Regions from separate parts of the Mus musculus genome. Here regions 1, 2 and 3 are each linked to region 4. A link is a contact called in public Hi-C, HiChIP or PLAC-seq and promoter capture Hi-C data. All regions are on one chromosome and are shown on one strand. The core of a region is the stretch at or near the end of the contact, and the rest is flanking DNA. Distances in the headings are between cores, read along the strand shown. Region 1 holds the start of Sugt1 (SGT1, suppressor of G2 allele of SKP1 (S. cerevisiae)). Region 2 has its middle 19 kb from the start of Rgcc. Region 3 holds the start of Kbtbd7 (kelch repeat and BTB (POZ) domain containing 7). Region 4 overlaps Dgkh (diacylglycerol kinase, eta).

Evidence for each region. Promoter capture Hi-C pulls out the DNA fragments that hold promoters and counts their contacts. A called contact is a pair of places that touch in the nucleus more often than the background predicts. HiChIP or PLAC-seq counts read pairs in DNA pulled down with a chosen protein or histone mark.
Region 1: an H3K27ac HiChIP or PLAC-seq map of embryonic stem cells shows a contact between it and region 4, with 2.5 times the contacts expected there. The contact joins the promoter of Sugt1 here to the enhancer-like site in region 4. A contact is called at or near these places in 2 of 39 promoter capture datasets (the C10 cell line and cranial neural crest) and 4 of 115 datasets of contacts at active chromatin or transcription factors (embryonic stem cells, large pre-B cells, memory CD8 T cells and 1 more).
Region 2: a Hi-C map of the P5424 cell line shows a contact between it and region 4, with 5 times the contacts expected there. The contact joins two enhancer-like sites. A contact is called at or near these places in 1 of 39 promoter capture datasets (embryonic stem cells), 6 of 15 datasets of contacts at CTCF or cohesin (the NIH/3T3 cell line, embryonic stem cells, large pre-B cells and 2 more), 135 of 484 Hi-C or Micro-C datasets (the 63-12 cell line, the AML12 cell line, B cells and 68 more), 12 of 115 datasets of contacts at active chromatin or transcription factors (the 230-238 cell line, T-cell acute lymphoblastic leukemia, astrocytes and 8 more) and 1 of 9 other capture datasets (embryonic stem cells).
Region 3: a contact with region 4 is called in a promoter capture Hi-C map of embryonic stem cells. The contact joins the promoter of Kbtbd7 here to the enhancer-like site in region 4. A contact is called at or near these places in 6 of 39 promoter capture datasets (HPC-7-derived erythroid cells, cranial neural crest, embryonic stem cells and 3 more) and 3 of 115 datasets of contacts at active chromatin or transcription factors (astrocytes, cardiomyocytes and memory CD8 T cells).

The regions. Positions count from the first base shown.
Region 1 is chr14:79,584,921-79,589,076 of GRCm38.p6, forward strand. Sugt1 (SGT1, suppressor of G2 allele of SKP1 (S. cerevisiae)) reads left to right here and starts at 2,740. Exons shown (of 13, transcript NM_026474.6): 1 at 2,740-2,946; 2 at 3,034-3,091. The coding sequence starts at 2,909.
Region 2 is chr14:79,318,761-79,322,898 of GRCm38.p6, forward strand. No RefSeq gene overlaps it. Among named protein-coding and RNA genes, the nearest start is that of Rgcc, 19 kb to the left of the region's middle. Within about 2 kb of position 2,326, at least 14 of the 459 cell types and tissues checked have an H3K27ac peak or open chromatin away from gene starts, as enhancers often do. A contact at or near this core is called in the P5424 cell line and cerebral cortex, where this site is marked.
Region 3 is chr14:79,423,991-79,427,820 of GRCm38.p6, forward strand. Kbtbd7 (kelch repeat and BTB (POZ) domain containing 7) reads left to right here and starts at 2,521. Exons shown (of 1, transcript NM_001024135.2): 1 at 2,521-3,830. The coding sequence starts at 2,740.
Region 4 is chr14:78,676,016-78,679,720 of GRCm38.p6, forward strand. The region is part of intron 2 of Dgkh (diacylglycerol kinase, eta); the gene reads right to left. Among named protein-coding and RNA genes, the nearest start is that of Gm30716, 27 kb to the left of the region's middle. Within about 2 kb of position 2,031, at least 116 of the 459 cell types and tissues checked have an H3K27ac peak or open chromatin away from gene starts, as enhancers often do. A contact at or near this core is called in the P5424 cell line, cerebral cortex, embryonic stem cells and 1 more, where this site is marked.

The sequences.
Region 1 (4,156 bases), core at 1,490-3,989, 910 kb after region 4:
TAGTAGGCACAGAAACTACAGTTTTAGACTCTAGAAAACTCAAAATGAATTTGCCGGTAAGCCTGGCAATTCCATTTCCAAAGATGCCTTGAATTTTGAATAAAGCAATGAAGTTGCCATCAAGTTTAAGGGGAAATGATTTTTTTTTTTCAGTAAGTGGGGTTGGGTTAGTTGGTATCTGTATGGAGAATAAAATAATGGACTTTTATCCCTTGTTATACTTTCAAAAAAGTTGTCAGAGTAAACAATAGACTTAAATGTGGAAAGTGAGCGATCTAAAAGAAATGTTTCAAGAGCCTTTGAGTAGAGAGAGTCTTACACATGGCACAAAAGAAATGATTATAAACTGAAGAAGAACGAAGACCAAAGTGTGGACACTTTGCCCCTTCTTAGAATTGGAAACAATCACCCATGGAAGGAGTTACAGGACAAAGTTTGGAGCTGAGACAAAAGGATGGACCATCTAGAGACTGCCATATCCAGGGATCCATCCCATAATTAGCCTCCAAACGCTGACACCATTGCATACACTAGCAAGCGTTTGCTGAAAGGACCCTGATATAGCTGTCTCTTGTGAGACTAGGCCGGGGCCTAGCAAACACATAAGTGGATGCTCACAGTCAGCTATTGGATGGATCACAGGGCCCCCAATGGAGGAGCTAGAGAAAGTATCCAAGGAGCTAAAGAGATCTGCAACCCTGTAGGTGCAACAACATTATGAACTAACCAGTACCCCAGAGCTCTTGACTCTAGCTCCATATGTATCAAAAGATGGTCTAGTTGGCCATCACTGGAAAGAGAGGCCCATTGGACACGCAAACTTTATATGCCCCAGTACAGGGGAACGCCAGGGCCAAAAAGTGGGAATGGGTGTGTAGGGGAGTGGGGGGGAGGGTATGGGGGACTTTTGGGATAGCATTGGAAATGTAACTGAGGAAAATACGTAATAAAAATATTTTTAAAAAAGAAATGATTATAAATTGATCTGTGTGAAAACTTGTTTCAGACGATATTAAGAGATGCCAACTGGCACAAGGTGTCTGCAATAAATGCATCCAAGAAGGAAGTCACACCCAGCCATGCAAAGAACTGCAAACGGAACAAAACTAACATTTCCTTTAAAGACATTATGCAGAAGACACTCCTCATCGTTATGCATCTGTTCTTTTACAGTCTAGTTTCTGCAGGGTTCACAGAAACGGAAAACAACCTTGAATGGAAAGATCCAAAACGATGCTCTCTACCTTCCCTTACAGATCTGCTTAGCTTCAGTTTAGTTGAGCTAATTTGATCTTCTCAGTACTTACTAAAACCTGAAACCTGCACCTCTTTGAGTTTAGTGGCCAGCTGGCCCTGGTCTGCCTCAAGTGTCTCTCCCACCTACTTCTCCTTTCCCACAAGTGGATTCAGATTCCTTTCTGGGACCTGTTATCTTCTATCAGCCCTTCCCCGCCCCGGCTCGACCCCCCCCCCCCTTCAAACAACCCATTTACAATACAGATGGGATATACCTACAGGTGGCAAATGTGTTACACTTTAAACTTTGTAGTATTCCACACTTCCATCTCTTGATGACCCCATACATACTTAAATCTTTGTAACCTCCGTTTCTCCATCTTGAATATGGGCTCAAGTTTCTCTGTATTTTCAAACGTCCTCCCACCGTTATTTTTTGCATCTGCAAGGGGTGATTGATTGGTAGGTTGAGGTTGTAACAAAAAATTATAATACCCACGATAGCTAGCAAGCACAACTAGGCGTTTGGCCAGTATGGAAAACGTGCTAGAAAAGTGGGGAAGACAAAACTTAGGTCTTTTAAAGTTAGAACTCAGAAAAGTGGGCGAGTTTAACAGTGGGGATATGTACACAAATGCCTGAACTGTAATTTCTTTTTCTTCGTGGACTGTCATGTTTCCAGACTGAGGTCTTATATATATCTTGTTTGAGGAAGCCAACGACCACTTCAATCATTTCACCTACTAAAACAGACTTGGTAAAACGAGTTACTGAGCGTTATCAAGAGCTTTTAAATCAAGTTTGGTGAACCTATAACTGCCACTCCCTCCTGTTGCCCCTTACCACTCAGTTTCAAAGAATTCGCAGGAAACTTCCTAGTGTGATGTTTGGCTCTAAGGACGGCGGGGGACGGGGGGCTTACTGGTTACTTAGAACACAAAGCAGCAATAAGACCATTAGCTATAGGTCACTTTCATCCACGCGGTGCTTGTGAAACAGGCTTTTCTTGGTTTGGAAAGCCGACTTAGGAAGGAAGCTTGGGGTGTGGAGCTCTGGCATCTGGCAGGCCCTCCGGAAAACTCCGTCCTCCATGCCGGTAACGTGACTTCCGGCGAGCCAGGCCGTCCGGGTTCTCCACGGAGAGAGTCATGCGAACTGATGCGCCATCCCGGGCTCTGCTGCCGGAAAAGACCTGGCTGCCACGAGTGACGTCACGCACAACTTGGCCGCCGGCGGTAGCCATGATGAAAACCGGAGTAAACGGAGCTTAACGTGACACTCCTTAGCGAAGCCAGAACTACCTCCCGACGGATCCCCAGTACCTTACAGTGGGCTCCGAGACAATATTTCAAAGCTTACAAGCCATGCCGGATCCCCCACGGGCGTACGGCGGGGCGCGGGACTCACGGCCACGCCCTCGGGGCGGGGGCTTGGCTGCGTCACGGGTAGGGGCGGGGCCGGAGAGCGTTTCCTCCTCTTTCCCAGCCGGCCCCGCGCCTACCTGCCCACCCTTCGCCTCCTTTTCCGCGGCTGCATGCTGCGCGACCGCTGATTGGCTACGGAGGACGGAAGCTCAGTTGGGGTTTCTTTAGAAGTTTTCCCTTCCTGGGCGGCGGCGGAGCTGGTAACCAAGGTAGAAACGCTCAGGCAGAAGCTTTCTTGACTCCTAGGGATGGCGGCAGCTGCAGCAGGACCTGCATCGTCCCAGCGGTGCGTGATTTTCTTCACCTTTGCTGTTTGTCTTTCTATTCTTTCCTTGATTAGAGAGACCTGCTGAAGTCGTTGTTTTCTTGGCAGGCTTTTCCAGAGCTTCTCAGATGCTCTGATCGACGGGGATCCCCAGGCAGCATTAGAGGTGAGTGAGCTCACTGGGACTGTTGGGTCCCTACAGACCCCTCCTCTTCCCGGCATTACCTTCGTGGGAGCAAAGCTACAATGTATCTAAGTCCCAAAATTAAGATACTTAATCTCTTTGTCTCCTTAATACCTTTGCCATAGATCTTGCCCTTCCTCTCCACAAGCTCCCGATGAGGGCACCTCCCTCCCATTTATTTCTTGGAAACATAGTTACTGTCTGTGGTTGCACTTATAATGGCATTTATGATCAAGGAAAAGGCGAAAATAGGGCTTGATGTATCAATTTTTTACTTTAACAGTTATGTTTGCCCTTATATGTCAGGTACTGTTAAGTGTCCTTAATTAAATTTACTAAAGAACATTTTCCCTCTGTGCCTTCCACTTTACAGATGACTGTGGTTGTTCTTTATACAGTTGTTTATAAAACCGCGCTTTTTATCTAGGCTGGCCTTAAACTTTGGATCCTGCGAGTTCTTGGGATGTATCAGTAAATAAACCCTGCCTACATTTTAGTATTATATGATTTGCTTTTGGGCCATTTCAGGTGAAGTCTAGAACAAACTAGCTTTGTACGGATGTTTCTTAGGAGCGCTGGCTGGACTCCAGAGAGTTATCGGCACATGTCAAGTATGGTGGTACAGGCCTGTAATCCTGGTACTCAGGCGGTGAATGCCCTAGGGTCAGAAATTCAAGGTCATCCTCAGCTACTTTGTGAGTTGAGGCTAGCCTGGGATGTGTGAAATTCTTCCCGACACTTCAGAGCTCCCCCGCTGGAAAAAAGGAAACATTTTTATGTTTTGAGCCTTAGAGAAATCACTTTTGTAGAGACTAGCAGACTAGGATAGCTACATTGTTGTTTTAATGTTACAAGCTCCGCTTTGTATTCTTAGGTCTACAGAGTGATCATGAGGTTTGATAGCGCGGTATTAGAGAGCCTGCTGGTGTTGGCGCACACCTTTAATCCCAGTGCTTGGGCGGCAGAAGCAGGTGGATCTCTTGAGTTTGAGGCCCACCTGGTCTACCATGAGAGTTCCAGTATGGCCAGAATTACACAGAGAAACCC
Region 2 (4,138 bases), core at 1,076-3,575, 640 kb after region 4:
AAAATTTTCCTTTTGGGGAAGGGGAGAAGAGAAGGGTCAGACAAGATGGAGGAGAGCAGAGCAGAAGCAAGCTTCTTAGTTGACTCAAGTTGACAATCAAGACCAGCCATCCCATTGGGGCACTGGAATGTATTACAACAGTGCCTCTATATTCCCAAGCATCTTCCCACACCTTCATGGAGGAACACACTGAGATTTCTGACAAGCCACCGGAGTTCAATCTGTCTGACATGGTCGGAGGAACTCAGCTACCAACATGGTCATATCAGAAAGGAGAGATTTAACCAGAGGGATGTAGCAAGGTGCTCTGTGTCCAGAGGTCCTTTCATTGTCATGAGTTTGTTAAAGCATGATGTAAGTAATAGTCCTACACAGGGCTCTCAGGGAGAGCTCACATCGGCTGTATTAACTGTGACAAAAGCCACATGGTGGCCTTGACATAAAGCATCCTGGAAAACCAAAAAAAAAAAAAAATTTTCCTTTTATGTTGGCCATTTATGAAAACATCTAACACACATAAATTATTTTAACTTGCTTACAGCCTGGTAGTCTTTGAAATGGGTGTGAAATGTGAAACCCGAGCCTCGTTATGTAAGAGACTAGAGTAGTAAACCCTGATATAGTCACAGTGTGAAATAATGTACAACAGAGAACATGATGCCCAATGCACTATGGGTGATTTTCAGTAATATGTAACATTAATTGAAGGCATTAAAAGAGGGAATTCTGGGATCTGGTGTAGCCTCGGGCACTAGAAGTCAGGAACAGAGCTATTTACCGCCAGAAGCTCATCTACCATCACAGGAGGGCTGTGATGAGCCTGGTCTCTCCCACACTGCTTCCTAAGGAGTGTGGTGGGGACCGAGGGGACAGGACACTGAACTGTCAGCACAGGCCAACTCAACTTGTCCCCTTCACGGTTAACCTCTCTCAGGAAGGAGCTACTAGAGTGTTCCAGGAAAGATCAACAGGATTTTTAGCAAAACAAAAAAAAAAGAAAGAAGGGCTGAGAACTTCGAAGAACTGGTGATGTTGATTGCTCTGCCTGGGTCTGTACAATATAGTATACCGGGCAGGAGGAGGATTTACCAAGTGCTTGTGAAGTGTAACAATGTTACAAGAGGCGAAGTGGTTACTACAATGTAACAAATGGACACCACCTGCCACTCATGTGCACTTTCCTATACTTAAAGTTAACCACTATATATTGATTATATATATAAATATAAAGTATACATATCTTTATAAATATAAATATATAATATATTTATTTATAAATATAAATATATAATATATATGTATGTGTACATATATATGTATATATGAAGTAAAGAGAGACAAATGATATCCATTAATATGTAGTATATGTCATAGGATTCATGGACTATGAGTTCGAAAGCCTAATAAAAATTTTCCTTTTATGTTGGCCATTTATGAAAACATCTAACACACATAAATTATTTTAACTTGCTTACAGCCTGGTAGTCTTTGCAAGTATAAATTTTTCTAATTTTAATTTACATAGAGATTTGGGTTCTAGAGAATTATGAAAACTCCTCAATCAAAAACAGAACAGAAAATTTGGTATGAAAGAATAAGTTTAAAGGAAAAATTATGTCCCGGTCAGCAGAGTGCTTGCTTTGGTTGTGAGCCACCATGTGATTGTTGGGATTTGAACTTAGAACCTCTGGAATTGCAGTCAATGCTCTTAATCTCTGAGCCCTCTCTCCAGTGACCCCCCCACTTTAAATAGGTAATAGGTGAATTTAGTACATGAGTTTAGATTCTACTATATAAGGGAATAAGGATGATCGAGCTCTCTCTCTCTCTCTCTCTCTCTGACTCTTGATTGACAGGGTCTCTATATAACCCAGGTTGGCCTGGAACCTTGGGTTTTTTTAAATTATTTTTTTGAGATGTATTTTTATTTTCTGTCCATAGTTGCTTTCCTAATTAAAGAATTTAAAGTAGGACAGAGCGTGGCCAGTGTCTTGGAAGGGTGGGTGTTGGCCACCCATGGTCACATGATACTTGGGAAACCAAGTTCTGCTCTCTCAGGCTTCTTAGTTTCATTAATAGAATTAGGGACACAAATAGAATCCACATCCATCCCCACCCCCAACCCCCTGAACACACAGAAGCCGGAGGACAGTTTTTAGAGTCTAGAAGGAGAACCCTAAGGCAGGCAAGCTACGGATCTCCTGGCTGCGTGGAAGGGAGGACAGAAGAAAAACAGCCAAGCTATTTGAGATAAAGTAGCCCGGAGGTGAGCCACCCTCCAGGAGGGGGATGCTTAGAAAAGGTGTTAGGAAGCCCAGAGCTTTGGTTAAGGAGTTTCGAAAGAATACTTAAGACCTGGTCCTACTGCAGAAAAGAAAAACAAATAGCTCTGTGTTCTATGTCGGCCATCAGACAGGGACAGATCCCTGAGCCTCCTGGCAACTTTGCTGGCTGTAGGGGCTACACTGTGGGCTTGGGGTGGGGGTGGGGGTGGGGGAGCGAGAGTCTGGACAGAAAAAGCACTCTGTCTAAGGTGAGCGGCCTTCTTATGGTCCCCTAGCCAGCCAGGTCCCTGGCCTGCCACAGTGCTGAATTAACCCTTAAGACAAGAGACAAGGGCCTGTCTCCACCTAGAGGTAGATTCTGCTCTCGACACCGCTAGGCCCAGGAACTAAAAGGTGCAATGGACTCTACGGGCTTAGAATGAAAAGCGTAGGAGGGATCCTATAATTATTTTAGAGAGCAGAGGAGTACACAATAAATAGTTTTTAAGGGCGAGGACTCCCCCACAGACACCCCAGGAAAGTTGGATCCCGTAACCCAGATTTTCAATATTTTTGTGTTTTTTGTTGTTGTTGTTGTTGTTTGTTTTGTTCTTTTGTTTCAGTTCTAGGGCTGGACCCCAGGGCTCACATGGGAGACCAGAGTGCCACACCTAAGCTGCACCACACACACACACACACACACACATCCCTGGTCTCACATATGTTTCTTTTATATAGAAACCTAATGCACTAAGTCTTATGCTGACTCCATTTTTTTTAAAATAGGATGTTTTTGAGGGAATAAACTGTGACCACCCCCAAAAGATACCGGTATTGACTCTTCAAGGGGCTCTGAGCAGAGTGATCATGGAAGATGTATGGCTAGCCTGCACTGTCTCTGTGTGGCAGGGTCAGCTTTGAGAGAAGCACCTCACACACTCCCTCATGACAGTGCCCTCTTTCCTTCCAGGCACTGGTCCGATGAGCATTTTGAATTTCTTTGGCACCCACTGGCATCTCTGCCTCATATTTCACAGGCTATATTCTGCACGTATATTTCTTAAAACAGATGGACTGGTCTAGGCCCACAGTGGACTGGCGTATTTGTGGCTATGAGTACCACAGCAGAGAATGTCCCAGGCATGGATGAGTACAGACTGTTTCCAAAGGTGCTGAAGGCTGCCCGAGGAGCCAGGCTCCAGTTCCCTTCTTGGTGTGCGGGGTATTTCTGTACTGTCTTCATGAAGCACATATACAGCTTTTACAGCTCCATTCCTCTTTCTTAAATCACTGTATTGGATAAACCTCACAGAAATCCCACTCATTTGATGCTCTCTCTCTCTCTCTCTCTCTCTCTCTCTCTCTCTCTGTGTGTGTGTGTGTGTGTGTGTGTGTATGTCACAGCATGCATGAGGTCCTCAGGGAATAATTTGCAAGGGTAAGTTCTCTACTTCAACTATGTGGGTTCCAAGGATCCAACTCAAGGCCACCACACTTGGTGACAAGCACCTTCACCTGCTGAGCCCTCTTGCTGGCCCCATCTTTAGGAAAACTTCAAGCCTGTAGAAGAAAGTCCACTCCATCGACATTTCCTCCCCATCCTTTCCGCATGCACACACACCCAGCTCTTAAAAGCCATCGGTTGACCCCATCTCTGTGAGTTGTCTCTCCTGGACATTTCCTAGCCTGGAGTTAGACAAGTTGGCACTTCTTTCCTTTGAGTCCCCAAGGTTCGTCCATTCTGGAGCGTGTGCCAGCACCTCAGCTTTTCAATGCCAGATAACATCTCCACTGTAGAGATGTGCACAACTTACTGAGCTGCTCAGCCGCTGTTGGGAAAATTACTTTTCTTTTTCTTTTGGTTGTTACAAGTA
Region 3 (3,830 bases), core at 1,271-3,770, 750 kb after region 4:
GCAGTTAATGACCAAAAGACATTAAGCATTATTTTATCCTCTTAATTTTAGGTACTCTACTGAATATGTGGTGAACTCTTGGGAATTTAATTTGCATTCACTAATAATGACTTGGGTATCTTTACATGGTTTTATTTGCCAGTATACATAGAACCCAATATTTCCCCAGACAAGTACTTAACATTTTTACTTTATTTTCACCACAGTGTGGAAGAGCATAAGCTTGGGACTTGGCTAATTGTCACTTTGTGTTTTTATTGTTTTATTAAAATACTGTGTGTGTCTCCCAAGAACTCTAGCCCTAATTAGAAGCTTTGTAGTCTTTATTTCCTTCCAGACAGGGTTTCTCTGTGTATAGTCCTGTCTGGCCTGGAAATCGCTGTGTAGACCAGGCTGGCTGTGAAGTCATGGAGATCCAACCTGTCTCTCTCATTCTAGGACTAAAGGCACGTCCCACCATACCTGGCAGCTCTGCAGTTTTTAGTCTTCCCTTTAGGACTAAGTTTTATCTTGATTTATTTTTTTCTTGGAGTTTAAGGAAGGGAGTCAATTAACACTGTTGACTTTGATTTAGTTGTTTCAGAATCATTTCCCGAGAAGATTCTCCTTTGCATTACATTGCTATCGGCTCCTGGTTTCTCACATTCAACCTGCAGGATGGGTGAAATGTCTTAGCTAGGAAAAGCACTTGTTTGTTCCCAAGCCTCAAGGCCTGAGTTTGATCATCAGAACCCACATGGTGGAAGGAAAACAGACTGCATCAAGTTATGCTCTAACCTTCACACGTGTGCCACACACTCTCACACAGCAGAAGCACAAATGTAATGAAGACTCAACTTAATTAAACTTTTAGAAAAGACCCATTAGTTGCACAGTAGTGAACCCCTAGGATCTAGTCACTTCTCAAAGGCCCATTAGCTGACAACCAAACTCACCAATACCTAAGTATTTATAGAACATTTCCTGTTAAAACTGTAACAATGAGGAAACAAAACCACGTCTTTGTTTATACCTAGTCTAGACATTTGAATGGCTTCCATAAATGTTCTTAGGTCCTCAAATTAGTCGTCCAATACTTCCTAATGAATCTACGTAATTTGGTTTTTTTTTTGTTTTTCTGAGCATGGGTTGTTTGTTTTGAGACAGGGATTCTCTTTGTGTAGCCCTGGCTCTTCTTGTAGACCAGGCTGGTCTCGATCAAATGCTCCCTGCTTCTTCTTCCTCAGTGCTGGGGTTAAAGGCATGTGCCACCACCTTTATTTAATCCCAGCAATGCCTTTAATCCTGGCACTTAGTAGGCAGAGGCAGGTGGATCCAGGACAGCCAGAGCTAAACAGAGAAGCCCTGTCTCACAACAACAACAACAAAAGAAAGTAAAGAAAAAAGAAAACCTCTGTGTGTGTGCATTTAAGCTGCAAGTGAAAAAGAAGTTATTTGCAGAAATTTACAGTCTTTTAATGGCTCATGGCTTCAAATTAGTAGATGTGTTTCTATAAGAGTAAGTAAGAAACAGTAATGCTTGATTTTGCATTTTAAAAATAGTCTGTAACTTTAATATTTCTAATAAAATAAAGAATGTTGCAGTAAAACTCCAACCCAAATATGCCCTGGCAATGAAAACACAGCTCAGCTAATATAAATACGTGCTGTATGTCTACACTACGGTCTTCCACGTCTTATGTGACCCCTTAGAACTTTCAGTTTCTCCAGGCCATGTGCTTCTGCTCCACTTTTCTTCTTCTTCCTTTTACTCTTCATCTTCTCTCTCTCCACCTTCCCTTTATCTGCCCAATCATCAGCTCTCCTTTATTTTTCAAATTAAGGTGGAATCAGGTTTACAGGAAATCACCTGGGTGCCAACTCATCCCTTGTTCACAACCACTCACAGGAGAATGGAATTAACATCAAATATAATTAGCCCCAGGGCTATCCACAACAAAAGAACTCTGTAAATTGCACATACCATTCAGTCTTCACAAAACTAAAATACTGCTATCCTCAGTTTTCAAATTCAATAAAGTTTTCAGGAGGAAGTCATGCAAACAAATAATAGAGTGGATACTTTTACTCTGGACTTGAAAGCCATTATATTTTATTTTATTTTAGTGAGATGGGTTCTCTCTACATAGCTCAAGCTGTCCTGGAACTCTCTATGCAGACCAAGTTGTTCTCAAACTCAAGAGATCCCCCTGCCTCAGCCTCCCTGGTGCTGGGATAAATATGTATGCCACTATGCAAGACTGAAACCTAAAGTATCAAATTCCGGATACTATCCACTTTCTACCTCAGTGAAGGACCCAGTAACAGAAAAAAAAAAATAAAGAGGTTATGTAAACTACAATTCCCAAGATGCAAAGCGGCTTCGGCCTCTTCATATAGTCCGTGAGCCGGAGGATCCCGTCATGCATCGAGGCGCGCGAAAGGCAACCTGGGAAGAGTAGTTCGTCCGGGCATCTACCCGTCTCGCCCGCTCGGCAGAAGCTGCTCCTGCGGCTAGACCCCAGGGTCGTGTGAGGGTGAGCTAAGGGCTGAGAAAGGGCGTGAAGGGAAACAGTGAGTCAGCCGGGGACTACGCGATAAAGGCAGACGGCTCCGCCCCGAAGGCCCAGCTGAGTAATTGCGGCCGCGAGCCGAGTTTGTTCTGGGACGCCGCTGAGTCGGCGTCGGCGAGGGAGGCGTGAGGAGGAGCCGGGCGTCTGCAGCCGTTCTCGCCCTCGGCGCCCCGCCGCCATCTCCACCATGCAGTCCCGGGAAGACGCCCCGCGCTCTCGCCGCCTCGCCAGCCCCCGCGGCGGGAGGCGGCCCAAGAGGATTTCCAAGCCCTCGGTGTCGGCCTTTTTCACGGGCCCGGAGGAATTAAAGGACGCGGCCCATTCCGCAGCCCTCCTGGCACAGCTCAAGTCTTTCTACGACGCGCGGCTGCTGTGCGATGTGACCATCGAGGTGGTGACGCCTGGCAGCGGGCCGGGCACGGGGCGCCTCTTCTCGTGCAACCGCAACGTGCTGGCGGCCGCTTGCCCCTACTTCAAGAGCATGTTCACGGGGGGCATGTACGAGAGCCAGCAGGCCAGCGTGACGATCCACGACGTGGATGCCGAGTCCTTCGAGGTCTTGGTGGACTACTGCTACACTGGTCGCGTGTCGCTCAGCGAGGCCAACGTGCAGCGCCTGTACGCGGCCTCGGATATGCTGCAGCTGGAGTACGTGCGCGAAGCCTGTGCCTCCTTCCTGGCTCGCCGCCTTGACCTGACCAATTGCACTGCCATCCTCAAGTTTGCCGATGCCTTTGACCACCACAAGCTGCGATCTCAGGCCCAGTCCTTCATAGCTCACAACTTCAAGCAGCTCAGCAGGATGGGGTCCATTCGGGAGGAGACGCTGGCAGATCTGACCCTGGCCCAGCTGCTGGCCGTCCTGCGTCTGGACAGCTTGGATGTAGAGAGTGAGAAGACTGTGTGTCATGTGGCGGTGCAGTGGCTGGAGGCTGCTCCGAAAGAGCGGGGTCCCAGTGCTGCGGAAGTCTTTAAGTGTATTCGTTGGGCGCACTTCCCTGCAGAAGAGCAGGACTACCTGGGAGGGCTACTGAGCAAGCCTATTGTGAAGAAATACTGCCTGGACATTATTGAAGGGGCTCTCCGGCAGCTGCGATTTGGTGATAGGTTGTACAAGTCAGTGGTTGCCAAGCCAAATAGCAGCCACAGCAGTGATAGCAATAATAGCAGCAATAGCAGCAGCAGCAGTAGCTCAGTTGTATCGGTAGCAGAAAATCCACCCCAAAGGTTGGGTATGTGTGCCAAAGAGATGGTAATATTTTTTGGGCACCCCCGAGA
Region 4 (3,705 bases), core at 781-3,280:
AAATGGCTAAGAAAGAGCCAGGGACCTCCTGGTTACTTACAAGTCTATGTAATGGTTCCATACAAAGCTATGGTTACTTATAAATTCTATGAACTGAAAGGGGGTGGGGGAATGAAAAGATGAAGAGCTCAGCCTTGAATAGGTGACAAAGGCAACCCACAGGCAGAGACAACAGCCATCCCGGCCCACCACGGCTTCATGCTTTCATCGCTTTTACAAAGGCAAGGTTCTGATGAAATACTACACGTAAATCGGGAAGGGAAGAGTGCCATGCTAAAACATATAGGCAAGGAAGACTGGAAAGGCCTCAGTACCCTAAAAACTGTCTTAAAACACAGCTCCACTGTAACCACACATCAGCAAACAAAGCTTAACTACTCACGATTATGAGTTTACGATATTAAACTAATAGTATGTTTTTAATTTTTCCAAAATCCATATTTAAAACTACTGGTTTTACACAGGTTTCTTAGCTCTCGACACGCTCTCATTCCTTCAAAGTTCCAGTAGAGAGGTTTCTGGGAAAGGCAGAAGATTATGAGGTTCAACAAAATCAGAGATCAAAGTTGAACCACTTACAAGTGGTGAAGCAGATACAAGAATGAGGACTGACTTAGTGCAGCCACACAGTGGCAGTGTGGACAGCTGAAAGCCAGCCCACTAGAACAGACGATCCCCGAAGGACTCAATACCTCACAGCACCAGGTACCTCTCGTGCCGGAGCAAGGAACTAGGTGAAAGTCTGATTTAGGGGATAGGGGAGTTTTGGGATAGCATTTGAAATGTAAATGAAGAAAATATCTAATAATATATATATATACATATATGTATATGTATATATATAAAGAAAGAACGAACCTCTGTCTTCCTCCTCCCTCACCAGCACCCGCCCTCCCCACTCCTCTTTTCTTCAGCTCTGCTTTGCCCCAAATGTCTGTCTCCCACAGCAGAACAAGGCTGGGGGCTTATTCTGGAGAGAGCTGAATGGAGAGAGTCTAGAATAAAAGACTCAGAAGTAACTAGAGGCAGAGGAGTAGTGCTGTGTAAGTGTGAATAAGCCAGTACCCTGGACTTGCTATATAACAAACCTTCAAGATGACGGTAGCCAGGATTGCAATTTGCTATTGGAAAGCCCTTTGGGACCTGACAAAGCCAAGGGCGGAGATGTCAGGGGTTGTCAAGGAAAAGCCTAGTCAGGTTATAGAATGAAACACCTGCACCTCAAACAGCTTCAGAGGTCCAGCTTCAGGGGTGGTGGTTCTACAAGTAAGTGTGTGTGTGTGTGTGTGTGTGTGTGTGTGTGTGTAGGTCCAGCTTCAGGGGTGGTGGTTCTACAAGTAAGTGTGTGTGTGTGTGTGTGTGTGTGTGTGTGTGTGGTGTGTTTAGTGTGTCTGTCTGTGTTTACTTCTCTATGCGTCTGTGTGTGTGTCTGTGTTTATTTCTCTATGCGTCTGTGTGTGTGTCTGTGTGTGTAGTGTGTATGTGTCTGTGTGTTTCTGTGTGTAGCATGTGTGTCTGTGTGTGAAGTGTGTGTCTCTCTGTGTGTGTATAATGTGTGTGTGTAGTGTGTCTGTAGTGTGTGTGTCTGTGTGTATGTCTCTGTGTGTGTAGTGTGTGTATAGTGTGTAGTGTCTGTGTGTGTGTGTGGGTGTGTGTCTGTGGGTTCCATATCCATTGAGTCAACTGACCACAAGTTGAAAATACTCTGGGGGGGAAAAAAAGCATTTTTAACTGAACTTAAAATGGCCACTCTTTTGTCACTGTTCCCTAAACAGCCACTACTCACATACCATTCATTAACACCCCGTGATAGATATGAGTAATGAAGAGATGGTCAAAAGCTCATAAAAGGGAGTGCCTGGGTTAACATTCTATAACATTCACATTTTATAACATACATTTGATCTTCTGCAGACCACTTTTTTTTTCCTTTGCATCCTTTAGGGAGCATTAAAACCAAGCCCACATAGATGCTGAAGTATGATAACCATCGCAGGAAGCCCTGTGTGCACACACACAAATGTTTGTATATTTACCCAAAGGGAAGTGAAAATACAATAGAAAGGTTGCAAAATAAAGTCAAGAACTCTCCTAGGAAGCACAATGAAAAGGGAAACATGCTAGAAAATGGGGAGTTGGGGAGAGACTGGGAAGGAACACGCAATGACAAATCCAGGAGGGCCAACGTCCAAACAATGGTAATACCACACAGAATAAGGAGAACAAACAGAAGGAAGAAATAACTCAAGATGATTTCCCAGAACTGAGCCCTGAATGGGGAGAAGCCCACACAGTGGATGAAAATAAACCCACACTGTGAATTCTGCTGTGAAGTTACAGATCCCTGAGGAGCAGAGAAGATCCTGAACGCTTCCAGAGAGGAGGATGGGGGAGGCGCTCCGTGGCTTCACACAGCCAGCCTGCACTGGCTTTCTCCGTGCTGGGAGCTAGACAGCAGCAGAGAGTGGCTTCAGGGTTGCTACAGTGCTCTGAGCAGAGGCAGCTTCCCACTGAGCAGGGTTTTGTTTGTTTGTTTTCCTTGTCTAACAGCATGCTTTCCACTTCCTGCTTTCTTCTCCTTCTTTACTGGCATGCATCCTGACGACAAGTTCTTTCAAGCTTAAACCCATTTGAGAGAAAAGTCAGTGTAAGAGGAAATGTTATCTTCAAACATGGAAGCCCACAGTACACGGCTCCCTCTTACCAGAGGCTCAAGCCATTGAGCCTCAGTAGGTTTGGCATTCTTCCTTTCCCAGATAATTCCTTCAACTCCATCTCCAATAGGCTCCCACCTTAAAAATCCTATTAGGAACATCCTCTCCCAGGAAGACAGCAAGCTTGTCCAGTGTGTAAATCCCACAGAGCCTTGAAGGCTATGCAGTACATTGTATCTCTATAACCGAGAAGAGAAAGAGCTGGCAGGACCGGAGAGACCGAGCAGTTCACTTCATCAATAAGATACATATTAGTTACTTTCTAATGCTGTGATCAAACACCTGATAAGAAACAGCATAGGCTGGGAAATGGTTTTTTTTAGCTCACAGATTAAGCAATACATCCATCCTAGCAAGGAAGGCGGGTGTGGAAGCTTGACATACTGGCCACACAGCCCGGACAGTCAGGAAGCAGAAAGGAGACAGGAAGTAGAGCCAGGCTATGAGTCCTCAAGGCCCACCACAGAGACCTACTTCCTCCAGAGTAGCCCCACCTCCTCAGGTTCCACCACCTTCCCCTCCAATGACACCAGGTGAAAACCCAGTAACCAAATGTGAGAACCTGAGGGGAACGTTCCATATTCAAACCACAGCAGGATCTGAAGAGACTCTGACTTCTGAAAAAAAGGTTTACTTGTGATCTCAAAGTGCCAAGTTTACGCAAATAGAAACTTAACTACTCACAAAACCAGAAAATCCTATTATGAAAAAAGCAAAACACAGAAATAAACGTAATTTCAAAATAACGATGACATTTGCAGGTGTGTTTCTTTTCTTCTGGCTTTAGGCATAGATTTATCTCACTCAGAAAGATATCATACTGGAATATCGCCAAATGAAGAAATGGCCTGACAATCACCAAAATGTCAAGTCACAACCTTAATTAAGCTGTGTCAATTATGAAAATTGTAAGCTAGTGGTTTTATAGATGTAGAAATGTAAAATATATATATAGATTCACACCAACACATAGCAATAGTAACACTTTTAA